7 separate regions of the Mus musculus genome follow, and regions 1, 2, 3, 4, 6 and 7 are each linked to region 5. Evidence: chromatin contacts called from public HiChIP or PLAC-seq and promoter capture Hi-C data. All regions are on one chromosome and are shown on one strand. Each heading gives the region's core, a stretch centred on a gene start, on an enhancer-like site or on the middle of the called end of the contact. The rest is flanking DNA. Distances are from core to core; before and after follow the strand shown. Region 1 overlaps Adgrd1 (adhesion G protein-coupled receptor D1). Region 2 holds the start of Nupr1l (nuclear protein transcriptional regulator 1 like). Region 3 holds the start of Vkorc1l1 (vitamin K epoxide reductase complex, subunit 1-like 1). Region 4 holds the start of Stx2 (syntaxin 2). Region 5 holds the start of Sfswap (splicing factor SWAP). Region 6 overlaps Adgrd1 (adhesion G protein-coupled receptor D1). Region 7 holds the start of Chchd2 (coiled-coil-helix-coiled-coil-helix domain containing 2).

Region 1 (3,744 bases), core at 1,136-3,635, 380 kb before region 5:
GTTTGGAACGTTCCTTCAAAACTTTGAAGCAAACCATATGACTCAGAAACAGGGGGCTGTTGAGGATGTGATGTCGGGCAGACATAAAAATGACAGTGGAAAAGTGTATTTACGGATGTGGGAGGACATCCTGGAGGCTGTAAATCTTTAAAAAGGTGCTGTGTGTAAGCAGTACGAATGAAGACGTTCCTTCCTGTGTGATATCGTTGTCAGGATCGGGGTGAGCAGGTGGGGTGGAGACTGTTCACGTTTGCACACCCAGAGGCAGCCAGCTTGGGTCTGTATCTGACTTCCATCAGTCACTAACGGAGTGGTCTCAGTTCCCTCTTCCGTGCCCTGGGAATGGGAGCAGGGCTTTGTACTATTTGGAAGGAGGTGATGGCTCAGGTCACACTCTTGGGACAGTACCTGGCCCTCACTGTGCTGTAATGTTTCATGCCTCTGAAGTACCAACTGATAAATGCCTGCTTTTCTCTTCAGGAGTGACATTTTCATTCTTCTGGAAGACTCAAGGAGACCAGACCCGACCAGCCCCGTACGCATACGGGGGACAGGTCGTCTCTGACGGGTTCAAAGTCTGCTCTAGTGGTGGAAAGGGCTCTGTGGAGCTGTACACACGTGATAATTCCATGACGTGGAAGGCCACCTTCAACCCTCCCGGTGAGTTTAGCACCAACTGGACCTTCTGTCGCATTTAGTGTGGCACAGGGCTCCTTCTTGACCACAGCTTGAGAAGGTGCCAGGACAATACTTGTCACAAGGTGACCTCATTCATGCCAAGGTCAAAGCCCTGACTATGAGCTTGCTGTGTGATTGCTGCTACCCCAGTGCCTATGTGAGGCTGGTTTTCTGCGTAATGAAGGTGACATGAACTGGTGCCCAGTTATTGTCTGGAATCAAGGTAGAAGCTGTGTGCAGAAGATAAAATGTGGTTAAATCTCCCTGTCTCCGCACCTTTAGGGTGATATGGCCTTGAAGCTGCTCTCAGCACAGTGCGGAAAGTTCTGGGGAAGACAGCCTGCCAATCAGGGAGCAGGCAGGCAGTAAGGCAGGAGGAGAGGCTGGGGCATTGTGCCATCTTGGTTAAGAATTCACCTTTAGATCCAATGGGAAGTGACTGAGTTTCAGAGTAAGTGGAGAAGCTCTGTGGTATGCTATTAGCTGAGCTGGACACTGGACATCTGAACCAAGGGGGCACTGGGGAAAGTGCAAGGTATCAGAGGAAGAAGGTGACCAGGTCCACAGAGGGGTTTCATGTGGCATGCAGAGAGGACCTGGACAGAAACTAGCCAGGGCATAGGCCAGGATCCTTCATACTAAGACTCTAGGACAGGGGTTCTCAACTTATGGGTCGAGACACACACATCCCCACTGGGGTCACATACCAGATATCTACATTACAATCCATAACTGTTGTGTTAGAAACGTGGCTTGCAGGCGGGTGAGATGGCTTAGCGGTTAAGAGCACTGACTTCTCTTCCAGAGATTCTGAGTTCAAATTCCAGCAAACATATGGTGGCTCACAACCACCTATAATGAGGTCAGATGCCCTCCTCTGGTGTGTCTGAAGACAGCTACAGTGTACTTACATATAATAAATAAATAAATCTTTGAAAAAAAAAAAAAGAAACGCAGCTTGCTTCTGGAAAGACCATGCCAGGCCAGTACAGTTCCAAGTGAGAGAGGTTTATTGTGGGGGGAAGGGGCAAAAGGAGGGCGACAGAGATGAAGGGGGAAAAGAGTGAAGGCCAAGATGCCTTTTATTTAGACTGTGATGTAGTCACTTGCAGGTAGAGGTGGGAGATGAACCAGGTGGACTCTGGGACTCTGTTGCCATGACAACAGATGAGCAGGTCCCTGACGCAAATGGGTGACATCACGGTCATCGCTGCATTCAGAGATGACTCGAGACCGTAAAGGCAGATCCTGACTGTAAAGCCAGTTCTTGATGCCAACAATAACAGTAGCAAAATTACAGTTATGAAGTAACAATGAAAATGATTTTATGGAGGGGGTATTAAAGGGTTGCAGCATTGATTAAGGTTGAGAACAATGTCTTTGAAGTAGCTCGGGTCCTTTTATGGCCCATTTGAAGGAGGTGGCACAGCCTGTTAAGACGTCAGGCCAGGTGCTAACTCTGTACTTTGGAGCTTTATAGACCCTGTATCGGTATCATATTCAACCACTTTTGTTCCATTTCTTCATTTGTAACACAAGAAGGGTAACAGTTACTATTTTGCTGGGAGACAGACGCCTGATGGATCAAAGGAGTCTTCAACAATGAGCTGCAGAATCCTGGGAGACTTGGGTTTGCTCTGTGGGTGCTTCAGCTGAGCTCATAGCTCCTCCTCTGCAAGGTGGGGAAATGCAGCTAGGGAAGATATCAAATTTCTGGATTCTCTCCCACTCCCAAGGCTGGAAACACTTTTGCCTTCGTACTTATGGAGGCTCCATCTGAATTTCAGCGATGGCTCTCAGTGAGGACCGCTTGAGGTCAAGGTTTCCTAGGTAACAGCTCATCCCCCTACCCCCACCCCCATGGGCCTTGGGCCCGTGGCAAGCACCAGGCATCTAGCAGGTTCTTTGAAACGAACACGTGCTGTTTTCCAAGCCAGGGATGCAGAGAGAGACTTGTAAACATCCTCTCCTCATCTGCTCCTCATTTGTTCACTGAAGGGCTTTGTTATTCTCACTTTCAAAGTCAAGCACAATAACGCTTTGGCCCTGCTTAGGATCCAAGTGTTCTTCAGAGCATCAAAATTACTAAAATTACACAATCCCCAGCAGGAAGCTCTGACGTAATCACTGGCAGTCCACAGTGACCCATGGGCAGGGGCACTGTGTGTCCTTCAGAGGGGGGCTGCCCCGTGTCATCTTTGCCAACCCCAGGAGGATGTCTTACACCAAGGCTTATAAAATAGAGGAGGTCCTTTGGAGGCCAGTCTTCCTATTGATGAGAAGGGGGACTCAGAGTCTTCCTAAGGAAGTTTCTGATGGAGCCAGGAGGCTGGCTATTAGTCATTGTGCCACCCCATGTTGGTTAACGTCATATATGCTATGTCAAGCCAGGCCTTTGGATAGTTTGGTGGCTCCTGCCCTGTGAGTTTTTAGATTTTCAATGACCTTCTGAGTGAGTTGCGATTTTATGTCAAAAGTCAGATCTTCCAAGTTCCCATTGGAAACAAAAGAGAATGGCAGCCCCAGCGTCATCTTTTAGTGGCAGGAGGGGGAAGGGGAGCTGCCGCCTAGGCGGAGCACCCACCTTCCTATGCAGCCTAGTCAGCACGGTGGCCTGCCCTCAGTAAAACTAGGTTCCCACGCTGCCTCTTCATTGGCTCTGCAGACCAGGTGCATGGACGCTAGTCTGGCATGACTGTGCTGTTGCCCTGGGCAGCCTCCTTGTTTTAAAGCATTAAAAACCCATAGTGGGGGCTGGCGAGATGGCTCAGTGGTTAAGAGCACCGACTGCTCTTCCAAAGGTCCCGAGTTCAAATCCCAGCAACCACATGGTGGCTCACAACCATCCATAATGAAATCTGACGTCCTCTTCTGGAGTGTCTGAAGACAGCTACAGTGTACTTACATGTAATAAATAAATAAATGTTAAAAAAAAAAAACCCATAGTGAAGTTGAGTCCAAGGAACAGAGGGCTGCCAGGGGCCTCCCACCTCTGCGCATGACCAACCTCCCCGCAGCAGCATCCCAGCCCTGCACTGTGATTGAGTATTGAACCACACTGATGCA
Region 2 (3,868 bases), core at 427-2,926, 410 kb after region 5:
TGTTGCTTTAAGGATGAGATCTATTAATGATTGTCTTTCTTTAAAACAATCATGTGGGGGCCATTCAGATAGTTCATCAGATAAAGGTGGGTGTTACCAAGCTTGAGGTTTTGAGTTCAACCCACAGGACCCACTGGGTGGGAGGAGAGAATAGATTTCCAAAAACTATCCTCTGACATTGTAAGGCCCCGGATGCTGGGCCTCCATTCAAGTCCTGGGATGAACTGGCCAACACCCCACCATCCCGAGAGAAAACCACACCTGATGCAAGCTGCAAGAGGTTTTATTATCAGCTAGCTGAGGACGAACCCCTGGAGCCTCGCAGGGCAGGGGAGTTCGACCCCAGAGGTGACAGTAGGGGGCTTTTAACAGCTAGCTGAGGAATTGGGAGGAGTTGGGAGGAGTTCTTCTCTTCCGGGTGTCCTTGGTGACAAGACAGGAGTGGGGAGTGAGTTCTTTCTGAATTTTTATCTCTGTGTCCTCGGCACAGGAAGGCCGGCATCTCTGGTTGTACAGTATAGAAACAAAAAAGCCTTTTGCTGGCTATAGAGAACAAAGAGCTTCTTTCTAGCTGTATTTTTAAAGATCAGGGAAAACAAGCTTGGGGAAATGTTTTAGGGGTTTACCTTTCAGGGAGAAATGCTTTAAGCCAGGGTCTCACAACATCCATGTGCACACACATTACTTTTACATTTACATGCATTTATTTGTGTGAATGAGTGTTTTGCCTGCTTGTATGTATGCCCCAGGAAGCCAGAAAAGGGCTTCAGGTCCCCTGGGACTGGAGATGTAGACAGTTTTGAGCTACCATGTGAGTGTTGGGAGTAGAACCCAGATCCTCTGCAAGATCATAACCACTAAACCCTCTCCAGCCCCTTGGCTCTAACATGCTACTTGTGATGTTTAGTAAGTCTGTCTTCTTAACTTATGAAGCATGCCTTTGTGTAGATTTGTTGAGGGAATTTCCAGAGATTATAGATTGGAGAGAGACAACCCACCTTGAATGTAGCTGCATCATCAGTAGGCTGGGAACTTGAATAAAAATGGAGGGGGGGGGGTACCAAAAAAAAAAAAAAAAAAAAAACACAAGCAAGATGCTAGAATTCCCCTTTCTTTGCTTCCTAATGGACGAATGCAGATTGAATAAGTAGCCTCAAGATCCTGCCCACCGTGTCTTAGCTGATTGTATTCTCAAACGATGAGCCAAAAAAATAACCTTCCCTAAACAGATTATTGCCAAACATTTGGTTATAACAATGAAATAGTAATGTCGTGAAGAGAATTTTCTTGTCACAAGAACAAAGTTAAAGCAATTCAGCAAGCCAGTTTTCTTTTTGCACAAATGAACCCAAACTAGGCTAGCAAATTCATTTGGCCAGAGCTCCTCGTCTTTTATCGCAGTGTTAGGATTATAGGTGTGTGCACAACCACACCTGACTTATACAGTGATGGGGATGGAACCCAGGCCTTTGTGCATGCTAGCACTCTACTGAGTCACATTCCCCAATTCCGTCCCTTCAGGTTTTAACCAGCGAAACCAGGTTTATTATACTTATTTACAATTCGGACCCCGCGAAGAAACACAATTCCGCATCTGGAACAAAGAAGCATGGAAGCCACGCCCCCTGTGAGGTCACAGAGCGCTCCCTACAGCGGAGCCAATAGGAGCACTGGGTGGGGCATTCCGGCGGAGTGACCAGCGGCGGCGGCGGGCGGAGCGCATCGGCGATGGACCCTCCAACTCGTCCTTCTGTCTCCGGCCCAAGGACTCGAGCCCGCCCGCCGCCGCCGGAGGCGCTGCCCACCGTCGGCTTCGAAGAGGAGGTGTACGACTGCCTGGATTACTACTACCTGCGTGACTTCCCGGCCTCTGGGGCTGGACGCAGCAAGGGCCGGACGCGGCGCGAGCAGCAGCTACGCACCAACTACCCGGTGCCCGGCGGCCACGAGCGCAAGGTGGCGCAGATACTGCTCAACGGGCAGCGCAAGCGGCGCCAGCGCCAGCTGCAACCGCGGCCGCGCACACGCCTGGCCTGAGCACACGCCACGCTTGAGCGGGTATGGGCAGGCGGAGCCCATTGGTGTTGGGTAGGGAGTAGAATGTATATCTCAGGTCGGCCTCGAACTCAGTGTGTAGCAGAGGATTACCTTGGACTCCAGATTGTCCTGCATCCAGCTTCCATGGATGGGCTGGGATGCTAAGACATGAGCCACAATGTCCAATTCTTTTTTTACTCTCTTCTCTTTTCCTTTCCTTTTCTTCTCATTTCTGACACTGTCTCCTAAACTGACCTCGAACTCATCACCCCTCCAGCGTTTACCTTAAAATGCTAAAGTTTCAAGCATGGGCCATGATTCCCTGCTGTGTGGTTTTGTTTTATTGATGATGCCCGTAGCCCAGGATTCCATGGTGTGTAGCAAGCCTCAGCTTCTCTAGTCCTGAGATGACAGGTCTGGCCACCATATTCACCTGTCATCTGCTTCTGAGACTTCCCAGCGTTAATCATAACTGTGCTGGCTCCCGATCCCCGACCCAGGGGTTTCCCGGCTGCTGGTGAAAGTCTCCACCGTTTGGAAGTTTGCAATTGTGTGAGAAAAGTCTACATTGGAAATATAGGGAAATGTCCGAGGAAATCCATCTTGGCAGGGTGGCTCACACCTGTAATCCATCTCCAGCCTCTGTGCTCAGGAGACCGCTGGAATTGGAGGCCAACCAGGAACACTCTTTGAGGCACTGTCCCAAAACAAAACTGCCCCTCCTCCTTGTTTGCTTCCAATTGCTGTAATAAACACCGTGAACTTTTGCTTGCAACTTGGGCAGGAAAGGGGTTGTTTCACCTTAAAGCTTACAGCCCTTCCTGAAGTCAGGGCAGGAACCCAGAGGCAGGAACCGGAAGCACAGTTCCCAGAGGTTCATGTTCAGTTACCTTTCTTGTACCTCCCAGGACTATCAGCCCCGGGTGATACCGCCCACAGTGAGCTGAGCGTTGAGAAAAATCCCCGCACTGACTTGTCTCTGACCAGTCTTACAATAGAGGTATCTTTCCAGATGACTCTAGTTTATGTCGAGTTGACAGAACCAAAACCCAGCAAGCCAGCAGACAGAAACTGGGCATGATAGTGCCCACCTCTATGCCTCTTTGAACTAGCAAAGTGAAAGAGTGGGTCAGAAGTTCAAGGTCAGAGGCTGGAGAGATGGCTCAGCCATTAAGAGCCCTTGCAGCTCTTGCCTTTTAGGATCCCCGCACCTGTATTAGATGCCTCGTTACCGTCCATAGCTCAAGTTCAAGGGGGATCCAACACCCTATTCTGCCCTGTGAGGACGCTGCATGTATATCACACAGACATACGCGCACTTAAACACATAAAAATGAACAAGACATTTAAAAGTTCAAGATTGCTGGGCGGTGGTGGCGCACACCTTTAATCCCAGCACTTGGGAGGCAGGGGCAGGCAGATTTCTGAGTTTGAGGCCAGCCTGGTCTACTGAAGGGCTCCAAAACATCCAGGGCTACACAGAGAAACCCTGTCTCAGGAAAAAAAAAAAAAGTTCGAGACCATTGGCTACATAGTATGGGGCCAGCCTGACCTATAGGAGACAGGAAAGGGGAGGCTGAGAGCACAGTTGAGTTGATAGTTTTCACTTAGTAAGCATAAGACTCTGGGATTAATCACTGGCACTCTGTAAATAGGACCCTCATCTTAATATTCGGGAGATAGAGGTTCATGGAAGTTCCTGGTTATGCTTATCCTTAGTCCCAGAGCTGGAGGCCAGCCAGACGCCATCTTTATATATGGCTGGAGAGATGGCTCAGCGGTTAAGAGCACTGACTGCTCTTCCAGTGTTCCTGAGTTCAATTATCAGCAA
Region 3 (4,063 bases), core at 1,531-4,030, 440 kb after region 5:
ACGCCTGCCTCTGCCTCCCAAATGCTGGGATTAAAGGTGTACACCACCACTGCCCAGCCATCTTCTGCTCTTAAATCTGTTTTCTTTCAACCAATTTTCTCTCAAGTATTAGCTTTGGAGTAGCAAGCAGATGAACTTAAGTCCTATATACTTCCCCCCCTGCCTTTTTTTAAAAAAAGATTTATTTTTTATTATTATACATAAGTACACTGTAGCTGTCTTCAGATGCTCCAGAAGCGCCAGAAGAGGGAGTCAGATCTCATTATGGATGGTTGTGAACCACCATGTGGTTGCTGGGATTTGAACTCAGGACCTTTGGAAGAACAGTTAGTGCTCTTACCCGCTGAGCCTATCTGCTGAACCATCTTGCCAGTCCAATACTCTCCTTTTTTAAAATTACGAAAGTGTACGTGTGTGTGTGTGTGTGTGTGTGTGTGTGAGAGAGAGAGAGAGACAGAGACAGAGACAGAGACAGAGACAGAGAGAGATGCACATATGTGTCTGGGCCATGGAGGTCGGAAGAGGTCATTGGATCCCTCAGAGCTTCAGTCATAGGCATTTATGGGTGCTTGTCTTGAGGCGCAGATGACACCACCTGGTGCGACGACCTTCTAAGTAACAGAATGTATGAAAGTCATAGGCTATCGTTTCTGATCACGGAATAACAAAAGACTCAAGCTGGAGAGATGGCTCGGTAAAAATGCTTGCTGCCTCAGTGTGAGGACCTAAGTTCAAATCTTTGGCTCCTCCTATTTAATGTGGTTGTCTGTGGCTGTCCTTACTTGTAACTCTTGCACTGGAGGCAGAGACAGATGGATCCTCCGTACTTGGCCAGCCAGCCTAGCTAAGCAAACCACAGATTCCAGATTCAGTGAGATACTCTGTCTCAAGGAGGTAAGTCAGGGACGATTATAGTCAGCGATTTTTTTTTTGTACCCACACATATGTGAACACACACACAAATCAATAATGTCCTTTTTAGAGACTCTGACCCCATCTCTTCCCTCTCTCTCCTTTTTTGGAGGTTTAACCTAGAGCTTTACATGTATTAGTCAAGTATTCTACTGTTGAGCTAAAACTTGTTTTCTTCAACCCCTTACTTTGGGTGGGTGGGATGGAAGCCAGCTGTGTTTTCTGGAGGTGTAAATTGGAGCTGTTGTTACTGCCCAGGGAGGACCTGCAGCCTTCTCACTGCCATAGGAGAGAACCTGAAAGAGGACTCTCAGGGTTTGAGATGACTACAGCCATGCCTCACATCTTAATTTGATCCAAGGTAGAGAGGAAGAGAAAGAGAGAGGGAAAGGTGGAGAGACTGAGCCGGAAGATTCCTGACGCAGAGAAAATGAAAAAAAAAAAACCCCAAACAAAACAAACAGACACCCAGTTTATTAGCTTGCTTAAAGCTGCAAAAAATTGGGGTGATTTGTTATCCAACATTGTATAATTAATTGAAGAACATTACTTATTAATCAAAATCACTAGGTGATGCCCCCAAAGCCTAAGAGCTGCATTGAAGCAAAAGCTAGCAATCTCCATCAACAGCTTGTTTCTTTGTAGACACAGATATCCTTACATGGGTTTTCCTGTCCAGTTTTGACAGCAAGGAAGCTCAGAATCAGTTATGGCTCAATTTTAACAATTTTGCAAGCCTCTATGACCTCCTCACGTTTCGTTTTCTTCTGATTTCCCTTTTTCCAAGTTTTTGAGCTTTTTTTTTAAAGTTCATTTTTATCCTTTTAGTATGGATTATGTTAAAGCCACATCAAATCCAAATTATAGAGAAGTATTCATGAACCCATTTAAAAATAGGTTTTTTTAAATGTAAAAATAGTTTTGCGCATTTAAGAAAAAAGTTTCTCACATGTTGAACACAAGACGCCTGGAGGTGGTGCCTGGGGAAGATCATGTCACACAAACGTGTCTCTGGAGCTCTGGAGCCATTGGTCAGGGACAATTTGGATTGGATAAGAAATATCAAGTGATAACGACGGAAATGTGTGTGTGTGCAGAAAGGCAACTGATTGCTACCAGGAGCCAAGGGCTTGCCCAGTCAAGCATTGTAGTAGTATCTTTGAAATCGATCCCTTGTAACAGACCCTAAGATTAAGCCAAACCACCTCTCGCCTCACCCCTTTCCTAGGCCACACCCCTCATCCTTCCTGGTCACGCCCCTGCCCCATCCAGCACACCAGAGTTTTTGCGCTCCGCCCCTTCCCTTCGCTCCCGCCCCACCTTGTTCCGCCTCCCTTCTGACCGCGCCCTCCAGTGTAACGAACCCCATTTCTCAGCACCACCCTTCACTTGCGCCACGCAACCCTGGCTGCTTACAACCTCCGCCTCTTCCCCGCCCGCGCGCGGTTTTCCCACCCGCCCCTTTAAAATCAAACCACGCCCACCGTCAGCCACGCCCTCCGCATGCGCCGCACCACCTCCCCGCTGTTGCGCGCTCCGCCTCCTCCCTCCACACTTATGAGCGGCTTTCTCGCTCCGCCCCAATTCTGGTCAAGCTCCGCCCCTCCTCAAGCCCTTCCCTCTTTCAGACCCCGCCCTCCGCATGCGCCGCACCGCCTCCCTGGCGGTTGCGCGCTCCGCCCCTCCCTCTGTGTCCGCGCGCGCCTTCCCCGCCCAGTCCGCCTCACTCCTCTCGGGGCGGTTGGGCCGCGCGCCTGTGGGGGCGGGGCCCGGAGGAGGCGACCGAGCCAATGGGGCGCGGCGGTGGTGGCGGCGGCGGCGGCGGCGGCGGAGGCGGTGGCGGCAGCGGCGGCGGCTGGGTCGGGCCCCGACGGGCGGCGGCGTCTGAGGTGGAGGCGGAGGGAGGCGGCGGCGGCGGCGGAGGGGGGAAGATGGCGGCGCCCGTCCTGCTGAGAGTGTCGGTGCCGCGTTGGGAACGGGTGGCCCGGTATGCAGTGTGCGCCGCCGGGATCCTGCTCTCCATCTACGCCTACCACGTGGAGCGGGAGAAGGAGAGGGACCCGGAGCACCGGGCCCTCTGCGACCTGGGGCCCTGGGTGAAGTGCTCCGCCGCCCTGGCCTCCAGGTAGCCCGGCTTGAGTGAGGGGAGCGCGACGCGGGCGGCGGCGGGGGGCGGGGAGCGCGCGGGGAGCTCCGGCCTGAGAGAGCGGGGCCCGGGCCGCGACCCGGACGGCGGTGACCGGGGGGCGGCGGCTGAGGGCAGGCCTCCGGGATGAGGTGGCACAGTGCAGCCGGGAGGGCGCGGGCGCGTCCTGGCCGGTGTGACTTTTCTCCCTGTTGTCGCCGAGAGAGGCGTGTGAAGACCCCCGATGCAGAGATCGGCGAAGCCAGCATTCATCCCCGGGGTCTTGGGACCTCTGCTACCCCGGGGCTATATGTCCGGTGGCTTTTATCACTATCCTCTGGGTTGTTCGGGACAGGTGTTTTCGGTGCTCAGGCCTCTTTGTACTCAGAGTTAAGGAGAATTGGCAGCCTTCTGGAGGCGACAGTGACATTTGCGGGTAGACACGCATTTGACCCTACTCTGGAAGAGGAAGGTACCAGCACTTAACCCTATCTGATTTCTTGGATTTTTCTCCCTTGTGTATTTCACGAAGTGTGCCCAGCAGGGGGAAAATGGCCAGAGTTCGGGTCTACTTTAAGTTTAGAGTAAACGATGAGTACCTTGTGTATAGTGATATTTTAGGTACTACGATGACTGTTATTTTATGAAAGGATCTGAGTTGTGACCCACACTGGCCTGAAACTCATCGGACTATAACCTCTACAGCTATTCCCCTGCCTCAGTCTTTTGAGTAGGGAAATACAAGCATGCACCACCGTGGGTGACTTAGAATGACTTTTACATGTTGCTGATTAGTATTAGCGGAATAATCCGCAAGAGATTAGATTTACGAAACTTTGCTAAGCAGGTTTATTTAAACAATTTTTTGTTTCTTGAAAATACCATCGATTTTTTTTCCTGTTAACATTTTATGTAGTGTGCTAGCTTTTTTTCTTAGAAAAAAGTATTTTACACTTTTAAAAAAGGCTTTTTAAAAAACTGATAGCAGTCATCAAAACCAGCAAAAGTGAAAAGAATTATTGCAGA
Region 4 (3,711 bases), core at 806-3,305, 490 kb before region 5:
CTGGGTCCCACTCCTAGCACCTGAGCTGTGACACTACAGGGCGCCACCTGCTGCTGCTCTTCCAGGCGGTCCACAAAACCTGCCAAGAGTCCAGCGCTGGCAGTTTGCAAACTGCTCTCCTTCCCAGGTTTCCCCCTCAATCCAGCCAAGGGTCTCCCCCCCCCAACAAACTCCCCCAGGCCAGTGGGGGGGTCATAAAGCCTATCAGCACAGCAACACAGATGCTCCGTGTGTAGACATGTAAAAGCTGCTGTGCTCAAGGGAGCAGAGAACAGACTGGTTACAGGGTCTGGGAAGAATGGACGTGAGCAGCGCACACAGGTGGCTCTGGGGTCCGGCTGGATGGAAAAGACTGCCTTCCAACGTTCTGCATCGCAGTGCGTGGCTGTGGCTGATGCCTGCAGTAGCCAGTGAGGAGGGTCTTGAGGTTGTCTCTCTGTTTCTTAAGACAGGGTTTCTCTCTCTGTAGCCCTGGTTGTCTTGGAACTCACTCTGTAAACCAGGCTAGCCTTGAACTCAAAAGAGATCTGCCTGCCTCTGTCTCTCAAACGCTGGGATTAAAGGTGTGCGCCACCACAGCCTGGCTGGTCTTGAAGTTCTCATCCCAAAAGAATGATAAACACCTGAAAGGGTAGGGCCAAACGCCATGACTGGGCCTGCACTGTATATATGTTCTGAATGTCACATCTACCCCAAAACTGGGTACAATAACTGACCGCTGCAAATGCAGATATACTGTATACACACTCCCCGTTAAAAAGCTCAGCTTTTCTCTTCTCAAAATGCTCACTAGTGACTAAAAGCCTGTGTTAAAACGTAAATACAGTTCTGGCCCCCAGTGGGTAGTGCTGACCGAAGCAGGTACCTAGCCCCTGAGCTCCAGGTTTGTGTGGGGTGTCTGTGAGAGACTCAGCACAGCATTCTGTATCAGGCCATGAAATAAAGCAGTTAGAAAGGGTATCATCCAGGGTGGGGCAGGCAGTTGGAGAGGCTGTGATAAGAGCCTTGCAAAAAAAAAAAAAAAAAAAAAAAAACAGGCAGGCAGTCCAACATCAGCCCAAGCGCAGCCCTTGCTCCTTGCCTAAAACCCTGAGCCACACTCTCACCCACTGAAATCAACCCTGTCAGGTGGCCAAGAGGACTCCGACCCAAACATCGGTACACAGGAGTAGTGCCAGGGCAGGCGGAGAGGACTCACCTCAGACACCTACCAGCATCTGTGCCCAGAAGTGCCCTGTAAGATGCTCCCAGCACCGGCCCCGAACCTCTCCCACAGCCCATTCCTGGAGTCCCAACAAACTGTGACCCTTGGAACCCAAGGAAGACCAGGAGCCTTGTCGCAAGAATCGACTTGCATGCAGCCCTGACCAGGGTCTCCTGGAGACCTCCCAAGAATGCTCCTGAAGCCCCACCCTAACACCCCTGAAGACGCCAAGGACCCCAGAGCCCTTTCCCTGAGACTCTGCTCAGAAACACCGATTGGGTTCCTCTTGTGCATCTTGTGACTCTTGAAGAACCGAAAGCTCCCTGGGACCCTGCTAGGAGGCTGCCTGGATCCTTCCTGAAGACTACGCCCTGCCATCCCTGGAGACACCGAAGCCTCTGGAGGCCCCGGGGCTCCTAGAACCCTCTTATTAGATTCCCTCCTAGAGACGCTGCCCAGTTGCCTCCAGGGGCGTTCCTCCTCGGAGCTCCCTCCCCAGGTTCCCCTCCTGGACTCCCCTCCGTCCCCCTACTCAGACTCCTCCTAAGGTCTTGCTTCTGGACTCCCCTCCTTGCGTCTCTCCACCCCAACTCCCCAGGTTCTTCCTGGGGTTTTTGCCCGACCCACAACAGCTCGCCCGCCGGCTCAGACCGCTATGCGGCTTTCTGCTCACCGCCGTGAGGTCGGGCAGCCGGTCCCGCATCCCCACCGGCCAGCAGGGCGGGGCACCCGCCGCTCAGCTGCCCCGCCGCACACTCTCCGGTGGCCGCGTCGCCGCCTCTGCCTGCCGGGGTCCTGGCCCCGCGCCGCCGCCCTCCCTCGGGCAGGCGCTGCCACGGCAACCGCGCCCGCGCTCTCTGCGCTTGCGCCTGCCCCACCCCCTCCCGCGGGACCCAAGGCACCTGGGCGGGTCGTCGCGAGGGGTGGGGAAGTGGGTGTGGTTCCATCTAGGGGCGGGGCCTGGCCTAAAGTCCTCTCGCTGCGTGGCTTGACTAGTTAACACACTGTCCATCCTTGCTGGTTTCTGCACTTTCGCTCGTTTTGTTTACTTAAAACTTTCGAGAGCTGGGGCTATAGGTCAGTGGTTAGCCTTTGCCCACCATGCCCTAGATTTAAAGCCCAACAGCGGAAAAAGCAAAATTCTAAATTCACCATTACAGCACACACTGACAGCAAAGGAATTAGAATAAGGTAGGCTCACCGATTGATCACCTAACCCTGAGAGCTCCACACCTGGGTCCTCAAAGAAAACCTGCAGGTCCCACCCTGGATGCAGTTCTGGTGGGAGAATCAGGCAAAGCGGTTGCTTTTCTGGTCACTGTGGCAGTCTACCCATCAAAAGCTAAGTAAGGGAGGAAGGATTTATATTGGCTCATGGTCTCAGGGGCTAAAGTTCATTGTGTCAGAAAAGTTATGGCTGCAGATGGCCGCCAATGTTGGGGGAGGGGGGGAAGAGGGGACATTAACCTTAACCCTTCACATTTTGGAGGGACAGGAGGCCAAGGCAGACATGACAGGTGTGGTCCAGGCTAGAGCCCTCGAGGGTAGATTGTCAGCCACTCACTTTCTACAGTGAGACCACCCTTCCTAAAAGTCCCACAACCTCCCAAAAGCCTGCCACCAGCTGAGAAACAAGTATTCCAACACAGGAGTCTGCAAAGACATTTCACAGTCAAATAACAACCCAGGAAAGGAGACCGATTAACACCTAACACCAGCACAGAGGTGTGCATAGGGTAGAGAGTGGGGAAGACCAGAGGTGTGCCCCTCCTAGAGAGCCAATACCCCAGTGATGGTAAAATTTGATTGTCACCAAAGAGAGAAGCCTCTGGGCTCCTTTAGGAGGGATTGTCTAGATTAGGGAAATTGACAAGGGGAAACTCTTCTTAACTGTGGGCAGCACCATCCCACGTTCTGGGGTCCTGATTCAAAAAGAGGAGGCAGTGAGCTGAGTGCCAGCATCCATCACTTTCTGCTTCCTGACTGTGGATGCCATGTGACCAGATACCTCAACCCGCTGACATAACTCTCCTACCATGACAGGCTCCAACTGTGAGGGAAAGTTACCCTATCCAACTTCCTCTCTCTCTCTCTCTCTCTCTCTCTCTCTCTCTCTCACACACACACACGCACACACACACACACACACATTTACTTATGGGTAGCACACATGTAGAGATGAGAGAACAACTTTCAGGATTTGGTTCTTTTCAACTATGTAGGTTCCTGAGACAGAACTCAGGCCAGGCTTGGTGGGAAATACTTCTAACTGCCGAGCCATCTCACCGGCCGGTGGCTTTCATTCTTAGCGTGTGAGCTAAGTCTCTGCAAGATGGGGCACACTTACCAGTACTGTGTCACAAATTTGCACGGGAGCCTATCCTTATGTTGGTGTTCCCCAAATATGAACCGAGTTGGACACGGTCTAGGACTAATGCTTCAGGCAGCAAGGCAGATCTGAGAAGAAAAAAGGAAGGAAGGAGGGAAGGAAAGATGGAGGGAGAAGA
Region 5 (3,904 bases), core at 859-3,358:
CCAGGAGGGCTTGCCAGTGGTGGCTTCCAAACACAGAAGCCACAGAGGCCACAACAGCTCAAAGTGGGGTTCATTCTGTGTGTGCTAGCTAGCAGTATGTCTCAAACGGGTGAAGCAGAAAACACTCATGCAACAAGCTACAAGAAAGCAAATTTATTTTCCACAAATAAAGCCCACAGGACAACACAAGCCTAGATCGCATTGTGAGCCAGTCAGCCAGAGAGCAAGCCAGGCAGTAGTGGCGCACGCCTTTGATCCTAGCACTTGGGAGGCAGAGGCAGGCGGATTTCTGAGTTCGAGGCCAGCCTGGTCTACAGAATAAACTCAAGGACAGCCAGGGCTACACAGAGAAACCCTGTCTCGAAAAAAATTTAAAAAAAGGACCAGAGAGCAAGCCGCCTGGGGCAAGAAGTAACAGTGTATGCACCAGCTATATCACAGATGTATGTGGTCCCAAAAGGCAGCCTGCAGGTCTTTACCTAGGGGATCATAAGTCACTGACTTATAGTGTAAAAGGGCATTGGGTTCTTAGGGAAGACTTAGATGAAATTCAAATAGCCTGTATGGGGGTCAGAGAACAACACTGGATGTCATTTCTCAAGTGCCATCTCAAGTACATCTAGTGTAATATAGGGCCTTTCACTGGCCTAGAACTCACCAAGTAAAGCAGGTTAGATGGCCATGGAACCCAACACCTCAACCTGTCTCTACTTCTAGAGCACAAGGATTATAAGCAATCGCCATCACACCCAGTACTTTTTGCATGGGTTCTGGCAATCAAACTCAGGTGCTCATGTGCGTAAGGCAAGCACTTATCAACTGAGACATCTCTGCTGGTGTGTGTGTGTGTGCGCTGAGTTACTTTACATTAAAAAAAAATCATTAAATGAATTTTGGCTTGAGGTTAAGACAAAAATTCCAACCGTTTCTTTTTTTTTTTTCCCAACTGTTTCAAAAGTAGACACAAACATTTCTGCAAAGCAACCTTCTCCACATCATAACTATTTTACTTAGTATTCGTTCTGGTGTACTATGTACATGTCTGTATGTGTGTGTGCACGTGTGTACACAAATGCATATGGAGGCCAGAGGTCAACATCAGTTGTTTTTCTAAATCACTATCCACTTTTTAAAAACCTAAGTTATTTGGGGAGGGAGGGGGGTGTCCGTGGCTGAGAAGTTCTTCTCTCCTTCCATCCAGTCGGACTTGATCTAACTCGAGTCGCCTACACATATACACACAAAATAAGTAAAAATTAAAAAAAAAATTAAAGTTAAATGTCACCCCGGGGCACTAAGCAAGACCCTATCTTGAAACTAAAACAAAAAGGGCTGCAGATATAACTCAATGATAGTGTTTTACCTAGCAATGATATAACTCAATGATAGTGTTTTACCTAGCAATGGTGAGGCCCTGGGTCCATGTTCAGAACTGAAAGGGGGAAAAAGAAAATCAAGCATCTGGGTCAGACACCAGAAAAAACTGCAGCCCTGCAGACCTCACGTCGATAATACTAGCATCTTAACTGAGCTAGGACAGTCAGAGTTCGAGTCTAATTTGGATCACAGTGACATCCTGTATTTTAAAAAGGGAAAGGGAAAGAATCTGCTCCCCAGAAGGAAACAACCCGTAGCGCTGTCTCCTAGCTGGAGTCTTTCTCCGCCACTGAAGCCCGTAGCCACTGAAAGCCCGCCACTCCGAATATTTAGGGCTCACAAGTCCTGGAAACGCCCTCAGTCAGGCGGCCAGGGCTAGGCTTCCTAGTGATCTAAAAATCGGGCTGTTAGAAAGGAGCAAACTGTCTCACTAGGACGGCAAAGACGCGTTCCCAACAAGATCCCCACTTGTCTCCACACCTGGCGGCCGCCCTCCAACGACAGTAGAAGTTGGCGCGCGGCCACCAACCGCGCTTTCGTCACATCCTAGGAGGCCTCCAAAAAATGGCAGAAATAAATTTCTTTCCATAAACACAACTTACCATCGCAAGATCAAGTTGGACAACGAAAACTAACATCTACTTAATTTTTTAGCGGCTCAAACAGCTTGCGGACGTGGCGAATCTACCACTCTCACCTCCGGAAAGAGCGGGTTTCCTACCGGAAGTTGCGTCTCCTCCATTTTGTGGCTCGCTATGGCGGCTGTGTTGAAGTTGCGAAGAGGATGCGGCGCCTGTGACTGAGTGGGTAGGCCAGGCGAGGCATCGGGGACGTTGTTCGGCCCAGCAGCAGACCGTCCCGGACGTCGGGGACGCTGTCATGTACGGTGCCGGCGGGGGCCGTGCCAAGCCGGAGAGGAAAGGCGGAGTGAAGGAGGAGGCCGGGCCGGGCGGCACCGGCACTGGGGGCAACCGGGTGGAGCTTCTGGTTTTCGGCTATGCCTGCAAGTTGTTCCGCGACGACGAGCGGGCTTTGGCCCAGGAACAGGGACAGCACCTCATCCCCTGGATGGGGGACCCCAAGATCCTCATCGACAGGTCGGTTCCTCCCCCCACCCGTCGACCCTCCCCTCCCTCGCCCGCTTGATTTCGCCTGATGTTGACTTGATGGCCGGGACCGAAAAAGGGGGTTTTGCGGAGCCCGGGGACTCGGGGGGCCTCCCTGCCCCCCACGTTCCCCGGCGTCCGGGGGGAGGGGACGGTGAAACCGGCCCTAAGGCTCCGGCCAGAGCTGGCGCCTCCCCGTCGCCGGAGGGATCGACTCTGCTCCCACAACCCCTCGAGCCCGGGCTGCCGCTGGCGACTCAGCGCGGGTGGAAGCTGTCCGGGGCCCGCCCGCCCGCGCCGTGGGGCGGGTGCCGCTGTCCCTCCGCTGGCTGTGCGGGGAGGGAGTCCGGGAGTGCGCTTTTGTTCCTCCGAAGCGCCGCACGCCGAGGCCCGTGGGTAGAAGCTTCTTTTGGACCCCCCAACCCCGTGAGGTAGCCTGAACCGTCTCTGGCCGGCTTGACTTTTGGCGTCCGGGCGAGCCCTTCCCCGCGGTTATTGCGACCATTTGCCCAACCGCGGTAGTGGGTGAAGTTGCTGTCTTGTTGGAAGCCGGTCGACCCGTGCGGACCTTGCTCTTAGGGGGTAGCGTTCTTAGAGCTGGTTTCACTGTTTTCTAAAGCCGAAGGGTGGAGCTGGGTTTATACCTTTGTGTTGGTTCTTTTCAAATCACACCCACTGAAGGGTGCCTGGAGTTGAGGGTAAAGGGGTGGGAACGTGAATTTCTGATGGTGTTTGATTTGAAAAGGATGGCATTACATGATTGGGTGTTTTGCTCCCCACCTCTCTCCTCATTTTTTCCATCTCTCTTTCTTTCTCCACCATCCCGGGTTTGGGTATTTGTCCTTCCGTTGGGCGATATTGCTTCTGGGCCCAGGACTAACTGTGAGCAACCATTAAGCTGTGGCGTGGTTTTCTCCAAGTGAAGTAAACCCATCGTTTGAGACAAGTAAAACTGGATGCTGCAAAGACTTGGAACTTGCATGACTGTAGGGATTACCTGTGAGCTGGCCAGAACGGACACGGTTAATGACCAGTAGGCCTTTCCGATCCCTTACGTCTCCATTTGGGGAGAGATCTAGGAAGAAAGGACTTGTGAAGGGAGTGTTGCCTATCAGATCGGCTCTGGATCTGATGGTCCACTCTGCTGGAAGGTGCTATGCCTTTGAACCTCGCTCGGTTGATAGCCAGTGATGCTGCTTCCCAGGCACTCGTGGGGATGTGTACTGTCAAAAGTTGGGCAAATGCTGAAACCTCTACTCCGTATGCAGTTTCCATATCATTCTGTGCATGATATGAGTTAGACCTCCCAAAACCGGTGGGGAGCAAACACCACACATGTATATGTGTAATATTTGAAAATAATACATTTGTAAGTTAAGGAGGTTTACATCAAAGTTAAGCAGATTTTGATAATAAAATGA
Region 6 (3,606 bases), core at 196-2,695, 350 kb before region 5:
TCTTGCCCCTTCTTGTAACTTAGTGCCCAGAGGACTATTCAAAATGTGGCTAGAGAGACAGCTCAGTGACTGAGAACATGGGTTGCTCTTGCAGAGGACCAGGGTTCAGTTCCCAGTATCTGCACGGCATGTACCAGTCATTCAGTTCCAGGGGGCTCTGTCGCTGTCTTCTGGCCTCTGTAGACACTGCAAGCTAAACCGTTCACGCATATAAAAAAATAAGAAATTAATAAATCTTCAAAGTGCTTTAAAATAGTCACCCATCTGCTTAAAACCTTTCCCTGTGTCCTCTACACTCCCAGCCTCAAGCCACCACAACCTCCTCCTGGCTCTTCCCCACCCGAGTCAGGACCTAGGCTTACATTCTTCCTCCACCAATGGGATGTTCTCCTACAGGCACCTGCATGGTTACCACCATCCCAGATTCTGTCCCACAGCCCAATCATCCTCCAAGAGCCAGCCATACAGCACAGCCACACCCTATCATCCCTGCTACCTTTATTCCCTATCTGTCTTCTCTGGTTTAAAAAAAAAAAGAGGGGCTGGTGAGATGGCTCAGTGGGTAAGAGCACCCGACTGCTCTTCCGAAGGTCAGGAGTTCAAATCCCAGCAACCACATGGTGGCTCACAACCATCCGTAACAAGATCTGACTCCCTCTTCTGGAGTGTATGAAGACAGCTACAGTGTACTTACATATAACCAATAAATAAATCTTTAAAAAAAAAAAAAAGAGCCAGGTAAGGATGGGGTCCTGGAGGGGAGAAGGACAAAAGAGGAAGAATACAACCTCTAGGGCTCTACCAGTATGCCGACTGAATAAATGAATGAAAGAAGACTTTGCACACAGCTCTCTGACCCTGAGTCACATGGGCACACAACGGGTCAGGGTGAGCCCAGACATGCCACCTGAGCTCCGAGAACAGTGATTTTTTTTTTTTACCTGAGCCTCTTGCTTCACTATCTGGCCTTGACAACACTAAACTGTTCCTGGACCCCTATGTTTCCACTTCCGGCCCCCACCCAGACTAAGCACGGAGGTGTTCTTTGCCTGTTTGTTCCGGAGCCTCCTCTTTGACCTTGAGAAGCTACAATAGTCTTGTGATCCTCCCTCCCAGGCTAGACCAAGGTTCTGCAAGAGGTAGATTCAGTTGCCTCTCTATCTGCTGTGAACCCTCCCCAGCTTCCCTAATACCCTGGTGGGGTGAGGACAAGCCTTCCCAGGGCCCACACACAGCATGGATGGCTCCCATCCGGTCCCCACCCCCACCCCACCTTTCTCGCCTAGGTGCTTTGACACCTGAGGTTCCTTCTGCTCTCCAGGTTCCTGAAACTCTCATCACTCCCGAAGGAGCTGGTGAGGCTTGCCCTCCAAGTCCCTCCCTCAGGACACCTATGTCCTCCTTGAGTCATTGATGTTTCTTTGAGGCCGGATCTGTACATTCGTTCCTGTGTGTAGGTGTGGCATGCAGCACACAGTAGGAGCTGCCACTGCAGGGGAAACACCCTATTCCTGATACCTAGTCAGTTTTGGGCGGGGGCAGGTATCAGGCCCAAGGCTTAGAGTTCATTGGGCCTGGGAGACTCACCGCACTGAGCTGGAACGCAGCAGCCGGAGTCTCTGTGGTAGAGCTCCAGCTGTGCCCTGTTTCTCCACACTCCTCCTAGGCTGAAGCCCCCACGGCTTCCCCACCAAGCCAAAGTCTCCTTGCTGTGCCTAGATGATGGCTCAGGGGCAAGTCACCAGTCCTGCAGAGGAGGCTCACTTACTTGTTCTAAGACTGGACAATAGAGAAACTGCAAGAGACAGAAGCTAAGACAGCGCTATTGTTAAGTCCCAGAGAAGCTATATTGTAACGATGCTAATGGGGGTCAAAACAAAAGGAGAAAAATCCGCCCACTTCCCTAGGTCTGGGTCTAGCTTTACAGATGTCTAATGCACACAGAGGGTTACGTGGCGGGAATTACAATGTACCCGAGATCTGTTTCCTTGGCTAATTATTTTCACCGTCTCTACAAAAGCAAACTGGTCTCTGGGAGATTTATTCACACAGAAATCACTGCAGAGGGGAGCCGAGTGCTGTCAAGGATCTGGTGTGTTCTTTGTTTATCTGGCTTCTTTGCAAAATGGATCCTCGTTTTATTTATCTATGGGGGGGGGGGGGATTTCTGTGTCCTGGCTCACCTGTGGAGTGCAGAAACAAAGAAACAACTTTCGGGAGTTGTTTCTTTGTTTCCACCAAGTGGGTCCCAGGGATGGAACTCAAATTGTCAGGCTGAGCAGCAAGCAACTTTACCTGCTGAGCCATCTCCCCAGCCCCACATGCATTGGAGTTTTTTAAGATTACTTGGTGTCAGTGGAGTGTGTCTCTGCTTAGGTGCTTTCTCTTTTTCCCAGACTCCTTCCTGCAGCAGGCACTGGGGTCACCAGAGCCACAAGTCATCCTGAAGCCGAGTGATGGAGATTCCATCACTCTGCCGTGCCGCACACTCTGGTTTCTGTCCTAGCTTTTAGAACTCAGGCAGATGCAGAGATATGCCACCTAGTCTTTGCCAGTGGTTCCAGGTAGATGACCTGGCTTCACTGTCACAACGGAAAAACCACCCACAGTGCTGGGTATCACCCACAGGTGCTGATATTGGGATTCCTCCAGCCTCCCAGCCTCGTCTGTCACATTGTTGGGTGCCTACTCTTATCTGACAGCCCAGGGCCACCTCTCCTCCTGAGAGGAACAAGGCCTCTGGTGACATTGGTCTATCCTGCATAGAGGGCAAGGCTAGGGACTGAAATTGAATATTTGCTTTCTGGAGCAAATGAGGCAGGTGTAGTGCCCAGGGTTACCCAGTACATGTGAACCCCTTATCATTTGCACCCCCTAATTGAAACAGAGGTGAGACCTTAGTCTCTTCTGCCCAGCTTTTGGCTGTCTGCATCTTTGTTTATCAATCACAATTAACTGGGGACAGGGCCACTTTGCCTGCATCTACATGGGGACTCTCTTGCCTCTGGGGCAACCAGTTTTTTGGGGCCCCAAATTATCATTTGAATCCAAGCAGCATCAGGCCAACCCACTATAGAACAGGGTGGCTGTGAGAGTGGGGCCTGCTCTGGGGCTTTGAAACCTTGGGAAAGGAGAGTGGGATCTAGGGGACACAAGAGTGTGTAGAAAAAAAAAAGGGAGGGAAATACAACAGTGGATGGCACCCCTGGGGAGCTTGGGGCTTCCATGAGGATGAGTTCTGAAGGAGGGTCAGAAGGGTCAGGCCTCCCAGGCAGTTGCACCAGGGTGGGCAAGCTTGGAGGGTGTGTGTGTGTGTGTGTGTATGCTGTGTGTGTGTGTGTATGTTGTTTTTGTGTGTGTGTGTGTGTGTGTGTATGTTGTGGTGTGTGTGTGTATGCTGTGTGTGTGTGTGTGTATGCTGTGTGTGTGTGTGTGTGTATGCTGTGTGTGTGTGTGTGTGTGTGTGTGTATGCTGTGTGTGTGTGTGTGTATGTTGTGGTGTGTGTGTGTGTGTGTGTGTATGCTGTGTGTGTGTGTGTGTATGTTGTGGTGTGTGTGTGTATGCTGTGTGTGTGTGTGTGTATGTGTGTGTGTGTGTGTGTGTGT
Region 7 (3,642 bases), core at 336-2,835, 390 kb after region 5:
CTCCTCATATACATAAAATAAAAATTTTTAAAGATTTATTTTATACATAAGTACACTGTAGCTGTCTTCAGACACCCCAGAAGAGGGCATCTGACCTCATTACAGATGGTTGTGAGCCACCATGTGATTGCCAGGACTTGAACTCAGGACCTTCCAAAGAACAGTCAGTGCTCTTACCTGCTGAGCCATCTCGCCAGCCCATAAAATAAACTAAGAAAAAAAAAATCTTAAAAAAAAAAAAAAAAGTGGGGGCCGGGTTAGGGTGCCGTGGGCAAGGTCTGGTAGCCCATACCTTTAATCCCAGTCCTTGGGAGGCAGAGGCGGGCAGCCTCTTTGGAGTTCAAGGCCAGCCAGGGCCATAGTGAAAACCCCTTTCAAGGAAACAACAAACCACCACGCCAATCCAAAAAGAAAAATCTAGGGAAAGTGACCTGCCTGAGCTGCAACTTTGACTCATATTTTTGGGGGGGTTCTGGACAGGAATCTCTCTATGGGTAGCCTTGCTAGCCTTGAACTGGTTGCAACCCCCGCTTGCCTTCCGGGAGAAGGAGGCACAAGGGACTATCTTGATGACAGATGACGCATGCGCTACAACATGCACTCCCGAGGTTCACTCCCAGTATGAGCACAATTTTAGTTTTCTACGATTTTATTACCCCAAGGAGGGACCTCAGAATCTGGACTGGGGGGAGGGGTGTCAACAATTTCCTATTTGTTTTTTAGGTCGGCCGGCAAGGTAGCTCAATAGATCGTTTACCACAAAATGGTAGACATCTTGGACCCAAGTGATGGAAAGACATAGCTTTAAATTTTCGGCCCTCTACACACAGCCCGCAATTTTCTTTGTTTCTTTTTCCTTAAAAAAATAAATAAATAAAAGAAAAGAAAATCTTTAAAGCCGGCAATCCCAGCCCTAAGGAAGCGGAGTCAGGAAAATCAAGGAAGGCCAAGCGAGGCCATAAAGTTCAAGGCTAACCTGAGACTCAAAAACGCAGTGAGTAGAACAAAGAAAATACAAAAACCACCCCACCCCCACCCCTGGCCAAGAGTTTACCACGCATCTTTCTTTCCTCGCCTCCTTGTATACTACGCCCTCGACAGCCCTTCCCCCAGCCTGTCTAGGGAAAAGGTCACGTTTCAGAGTCCTCTCCCCGAGTGCACCGACCATGTCCCTGTTCTCAGGAAGTCCGCCCCACCAGCGGATCCCTTCCCGACCGCTCGCTCCGTCTCTTCACCGGTCGCCTTCGCAGCCCTCAGGCTACAGAACCTTGCCCTGGCGGCCCGCGCTCGGTTCCCGGCCCCGAGGGTCTCACCTGGCCGGAGGAGTCACCCGGGAAGTGCGGCTTCGGCTTCCACGCGGCATCCTAACTGCTCGAAGTCTCACCGATCAGCGAAGACAAACTGCGAAACGTACAGAAGCGTCCAGCAATTTCTACCAAGGAGAGAGGAAGGGTGGAGGCGGTACCTCACCGGGCAACCAATAAGAAATCAGGAAAAGCTCGGGCGCTAAAGGTTATTGGACAAAGGAGATATCAGTAATGGGCAGAGCCTGGACTCAGCGTCCTAGGCCCGGAAGTTACGAAGTTGGCGAGGAGGAGCTAAGGCTAACCGGAAGTTCCTGGGGTTGCACTCTCAAATTTTGTCCTCCGATTCAATGGTGGAGGTTAGGTTTTTGCTTCCGATGGCCGGCTGGCCTACTCCACAACCTGACTGACCTTGATTTTCACTGTCTCCTGCCTTAGCCTCTCAAGTAAACTGGATTAGGGGCTTACTGGGGTCTGCTCTTGGGCTGTTTACTTAACCCTTCTCTGTTTTGTTTTGGGACAATGCCTCCGGTAACGGATGTTGCCTTGGATCTCGCTGTTCTCACGTCTCAGCCTCCTAGTACTGGTCACGCAGGAAAAACTCTGTTTTTCTGTTATAAAGAATTTACTAATAAACGTGTTTGGAAATATTAAATTACATAAGCAGAATTTCGCTAAAGGAGCTCTGCTCCCAACATGTCTGGAAGATAGTGAACTAGCCGAGCTTATTAGAAACTATGAAAAAGGGGCTGATGAGATGGCTCAGCGGAGAAGAGCACTGACTGCTCTTCAAAAGATCCGGAGTTCAAATCCCAGCAACCACAAAGTGGCTCACAACCACCCATAACGAGATTTGACACCCTCTTCTGGTGTGTCTGAAGACAACTACAGTGTACTTACATATAATAAATAAATAAATCTTAAAAAAAAAAGAAACTATGAGAAAGAAAATTCTGTACATAATTCAAGTTTCTGTTGCAGAGAAATTTTCTGCTCATATTTACCAAGGCTCGTCTTCAATTAAGCGCTATTTCCATAATAAAAGAAGACCATCCTGACTTAATACTAGCCAGTAAGATCATCTGCATATCAAAGAACAGGCCTCTAAAGCTGTTGTCCTCAACCTGTGGGTTTCAGACTGTGATTTAGGGACTGAGTTACTGCTCTTTTCCACGTAAGACTGCTCAAATGCAGAGATGCCCACATTCCAGTATCCAGAACTGTATAAAAGGGTTGCAGCATTAGGAAAGTTGAGAATCATTGAATCTAGAAGTCTCCTCAACTGTGGCCACAGAGGCTTGTGGTCCCATAAGCTCTCACCACAGAGGATGTTGGTGACCTGAGCCCATTGATTGGCAGAGATATCTGCAGTGTCAATCCATGATGCTTCCTGGAAAACACTCTTGTCCTCGTAATGTGGATGAAGACCATTCCTACACATTGCCCATGAGGTCATATAGTCCTACAGAGTAGCAGTAGGCCATCTGATGGAGAAACAGGGGACTCTCCTCCCCACCAAATGCCCAGGGGAATGGGGGAAGAGTTTTCCTCTGCCACCTTGTCAGGCACTGTGTATGAAAGGAGATCTTATCATAGTTGTTCTGTGGCAGTGGGAAAGCGATCACTGGTGACAGTCCGTGAAAACCATTTTCAGCTCTGTTACCCCTGGGGAACTATCTGTGACAAGGACAATGGAAGTCAAAGAGTTATCAGCCTGTCCCAAGGATGTGCACCTGTCTGTCCAGAGGAAAACCATGAAAGATCTTGAGAGAGAGTGAAAAATAGAGAACTTGCCCCATTGTTCCAGGATGCCAGGTGTTTGCAGTTTTTGCCAGGTGTTTTCGGTTTTTGCCTTTATAAACCCCTAAACCCCTCACCCCTTGAGCTCATGTTCAACTCCTCTACCCCTGCGTGGGATACAAGTCGTCCCCAGTGCACTGGTCTTTCCCGAATAAACCTCTTGCAGTTTGCATCAAGACCGTTACTCATAGCCGGGTGGTGGTGGCACACGCCTTTAATCTCAGCACTTGGGAGGCAGAGGCAGGCGGATTTCTGAGTTCGAGGCCAGCCTAGTCTACAAAGTAAGTTCCAGGACAGCCAGGGCTACACAGAGAAACCCTGTCTCGAAAAAAAACAAAAACAAAAACAAAACAAAACAAAACAAAACAAAAAAAAGACTGATTTGGGGTGTCGCCTCTCCTGAGTCAGAACGTGGGGGAATCCTCACGTTGTGGGTCTTTCAACCAGAATCACTCTACTCTGCTGCTTCATGGGGGGAGAGTGACCTCAGTTCCCTTCCATGGTGCTTTTTTGTTTTGTTTTGTTTTTCGAGACAGGG

The links. Promoter capture Hi-C pulls out the DNA fragments that hold promoters and counts their contacts. HiChIP or PLAC-seq counts read pairs in DNA pulled down with a chosen protein or histone mark. Capture Hi-C pulls out chosen DNA fragments and counts their contacts.
Region 1: a contact with region 5 is called in an H3K4me3 HiChIP or PLAC-seq map of embryonic stem cells, with 14 read pairs. The contact joins the enhancer-like site here to the promoter of Sfswap in region 5. A contact is called at or near these places in 4 of 39 promoter capture datasets (cranial neural crest, embryonic stem cells, maxillary cranial neural crest and 1 more), 7 of 115 datasets of contacts at active chromatin or transcription factors (embryonic basal ganglia, embryonic forebrain, embryonic stem cells and 1 more) and 1 of 9 other capture datasets (adipose tissue).
Region 2: a contact with region 5 is called in a promoter capture Hi-C map of liver, with 2.7 times the contacts expected there. The contact joins the promoter of Nupr1l here to the promoter of Sfswap in region 5. A contact is called at or near these places in 7 of 39 promoter capture datasets (hematopoietic stem and progenitor cells, hippocampal neurons, liver and 3 more), 2 of 484 Hi-C or Micro-C datasets (CD4 T cells and CD8 T cells), 2 of 115 datasets of contacts at active chromatin or transcription factors (embryonic stem cells and memory CD8 T cells) and 2 of 9 other capture datasets (adipose tissue and liver).
Region 3: a contact with region 5 is called in a promoter capture Hi-C map of pre-B cells. The contact joins the promoter of Vkorc1l1 here to the promoter of Sfswap in region 5. A contact is called at or near these places in 2 of 39 promoter capture datasets (hematopoietic stem and progenitor cells and pre-B cells), 2 of 484 Hi-C or Micro-C datasets (both in CD4 T cells) and 3 of 115 datasets of contacts at active chromatin or transcription factors (effector CD8 T cells, embryonic stem cells and memory CD8 T cells).
Region 4: a promoter capture Hi-C map of liver shows a contact between it and region 5, with 3 times the contacts expected there. The contact joins the promoter of Stx2 here to the promoter of Sfswap in region 5. A contact is called at or near these places in 11 of 39 promoter capture datasets (the C10 cell line, cranial neural crest, erythroid cells and 8 more), 8 of 484 Hi-C or Micro-C datasets (CD4 T cells, CD8 T cells, the G1E-ER4 cell line and 5 more), 7 of 115 datasets of contacts at active chromatin or transcription factors (the SCID.adh cell line, bone marrow-derived dendritic cells, bone marrow-derived macrophages and 3 more) and 3 of 9 other capture datasets (adipose tissue, liver and macrophages).
Region 6: a contact with region 5 is called in an H3K27ac HiChIP or PLAC-seq map of embryonic stem cells, with 5 times the contacts expected there. The contact joins the enhancer-like site here to the promoter of Sfswap in region 5. A contact is called at or near these places in 19 of 115 datasets of contacts at active chromatin or transcription factors (acute myeloid leukemia, embryonic basal ganglia, embryonic brain and 8 more) and 2 of 9 other capture datasets (adipose tissue and embryonic stem cells).
Region 7: a contact with region 5 is called in a promoter capture Hi-C map of adipose tissue. The contact joins the promoter of Chchd2 here to the promoter of Sfswap in region 5. A contact is called at or near these places in 5 of 39 promoter capture datasets (hematopoietic stem and progenitor cells, hippocampal neurons, liver and 2 more), 3 of 484 Hi-C or Micro-C datasets (CD4 T cells, CD8 T cells and liver) and 2 of 9 other capture datasets (adipose tissue and liver).

The regions. Positions count from the first base shown.
Region 1 is chr5:129,121,931-129,125,674 of GRCm38.p6, forward strand. Adgrd1 (adhesion G protein-coupled receptor D1) reads left to right here. Exons shown (of 25, transcript NM_001347486.1): 5 at 481-660. Among named protein-coding and RNA genes, the nearest start is that of Gm46923, 7.1 kb to the left of the region's middle. Within about 2 kb of position 2,386, at least 23 of the 459 cell types and tissues checked have an H3K27ac peak or open chromatin away from gene starts, as enhancers often do. A contact at or near this core is called in adipose tissue, where this site is marked.
Region 2 is chr5:129,906,864-129,910,731 of GRCm38.p6, forward strand. Nupr1l (nuclear protein transcriptional regulator 1 like) reads left to right here and starts at 1,677. Exons shown (of 3, transcript NM_026916.3): 1 at 1,677-2,058. The coding sequence starts at 1,729. The coding sequence ends at 2,037. It also overlaps a transcript of Zbed5 not described here.
Region 3 is chr5:129,939,329-129,943,391 of GRCm38.p6, forward strand. Vkorc1l1 (vitamin K epoxide reductase complex, subunit 1-like 1) reads left to right here and starts at 2,781. Exons shown (of 3, transcript NM_027121.4): 1 at 2,781-3,037. The coding sequence starts at 2,844.
Region 4 is chr5:129,006,517-129,010,227 of GRCm38.p6, forward strand. It overlaps Stx2 (syntaxin 2), which reads right to left and starts at 2,056. Exons shown (of 11, transcript NM_007941.3): 1 at 1,878-2,056. The coding sequence starts at 1,907.
Region 5 is chr5:129,499,123-129,503,026 of GRCm38.p6, forward strand. Sfswap (splicing factor SWAP) reads left to right here and starts at 2,109. Exons shown (of 18, transcript NM_172276.3): 1 at 2,109-2,474. The coding sequence starts at 2,257. Gm40332 (a long non-coding RNA gene) reads right to left here and starts at 2,104. Exons shown (of 3, transcript XR_868547.2): 1 at 1,980-2,104; 2 at 1,398-1,432; 3 at 1,128-1,226.
Region 6 is chr5:129,154,291-129,157,896 of GRCm38.p6, forward strand. All of the region lies in intron 13 of Adgrd1 (adhesion G protein-coupled receptor D1), which reads left to right. Among named protein-coding and RNA genes, the nearest start is that of Gm46923, 39 kb to the left of the region's middle. Within about 2 kb of position 1,446, at least 35 of the 459 cell types and tissues checked have an H3K27ac peak or open chromatin away from gene starts, as enhancers often do. A contact at or near this core is called in embryonic basal ganglia, embryonic forebrain and embryonic stem cells, where this site is marked.
Region 7 is chr5:129,885,885-129,889,526 of GRCm38.p6, forward strand. It overlaps Chchd2 (coiled-coil-helix-coiled-coil-helix domain containing 2), which reads right to left and starts at 1,586. Exons shown (of 4, transcript NM_024166.6): 1 at 1,314-1,586. The coding sequence starts at 1,363.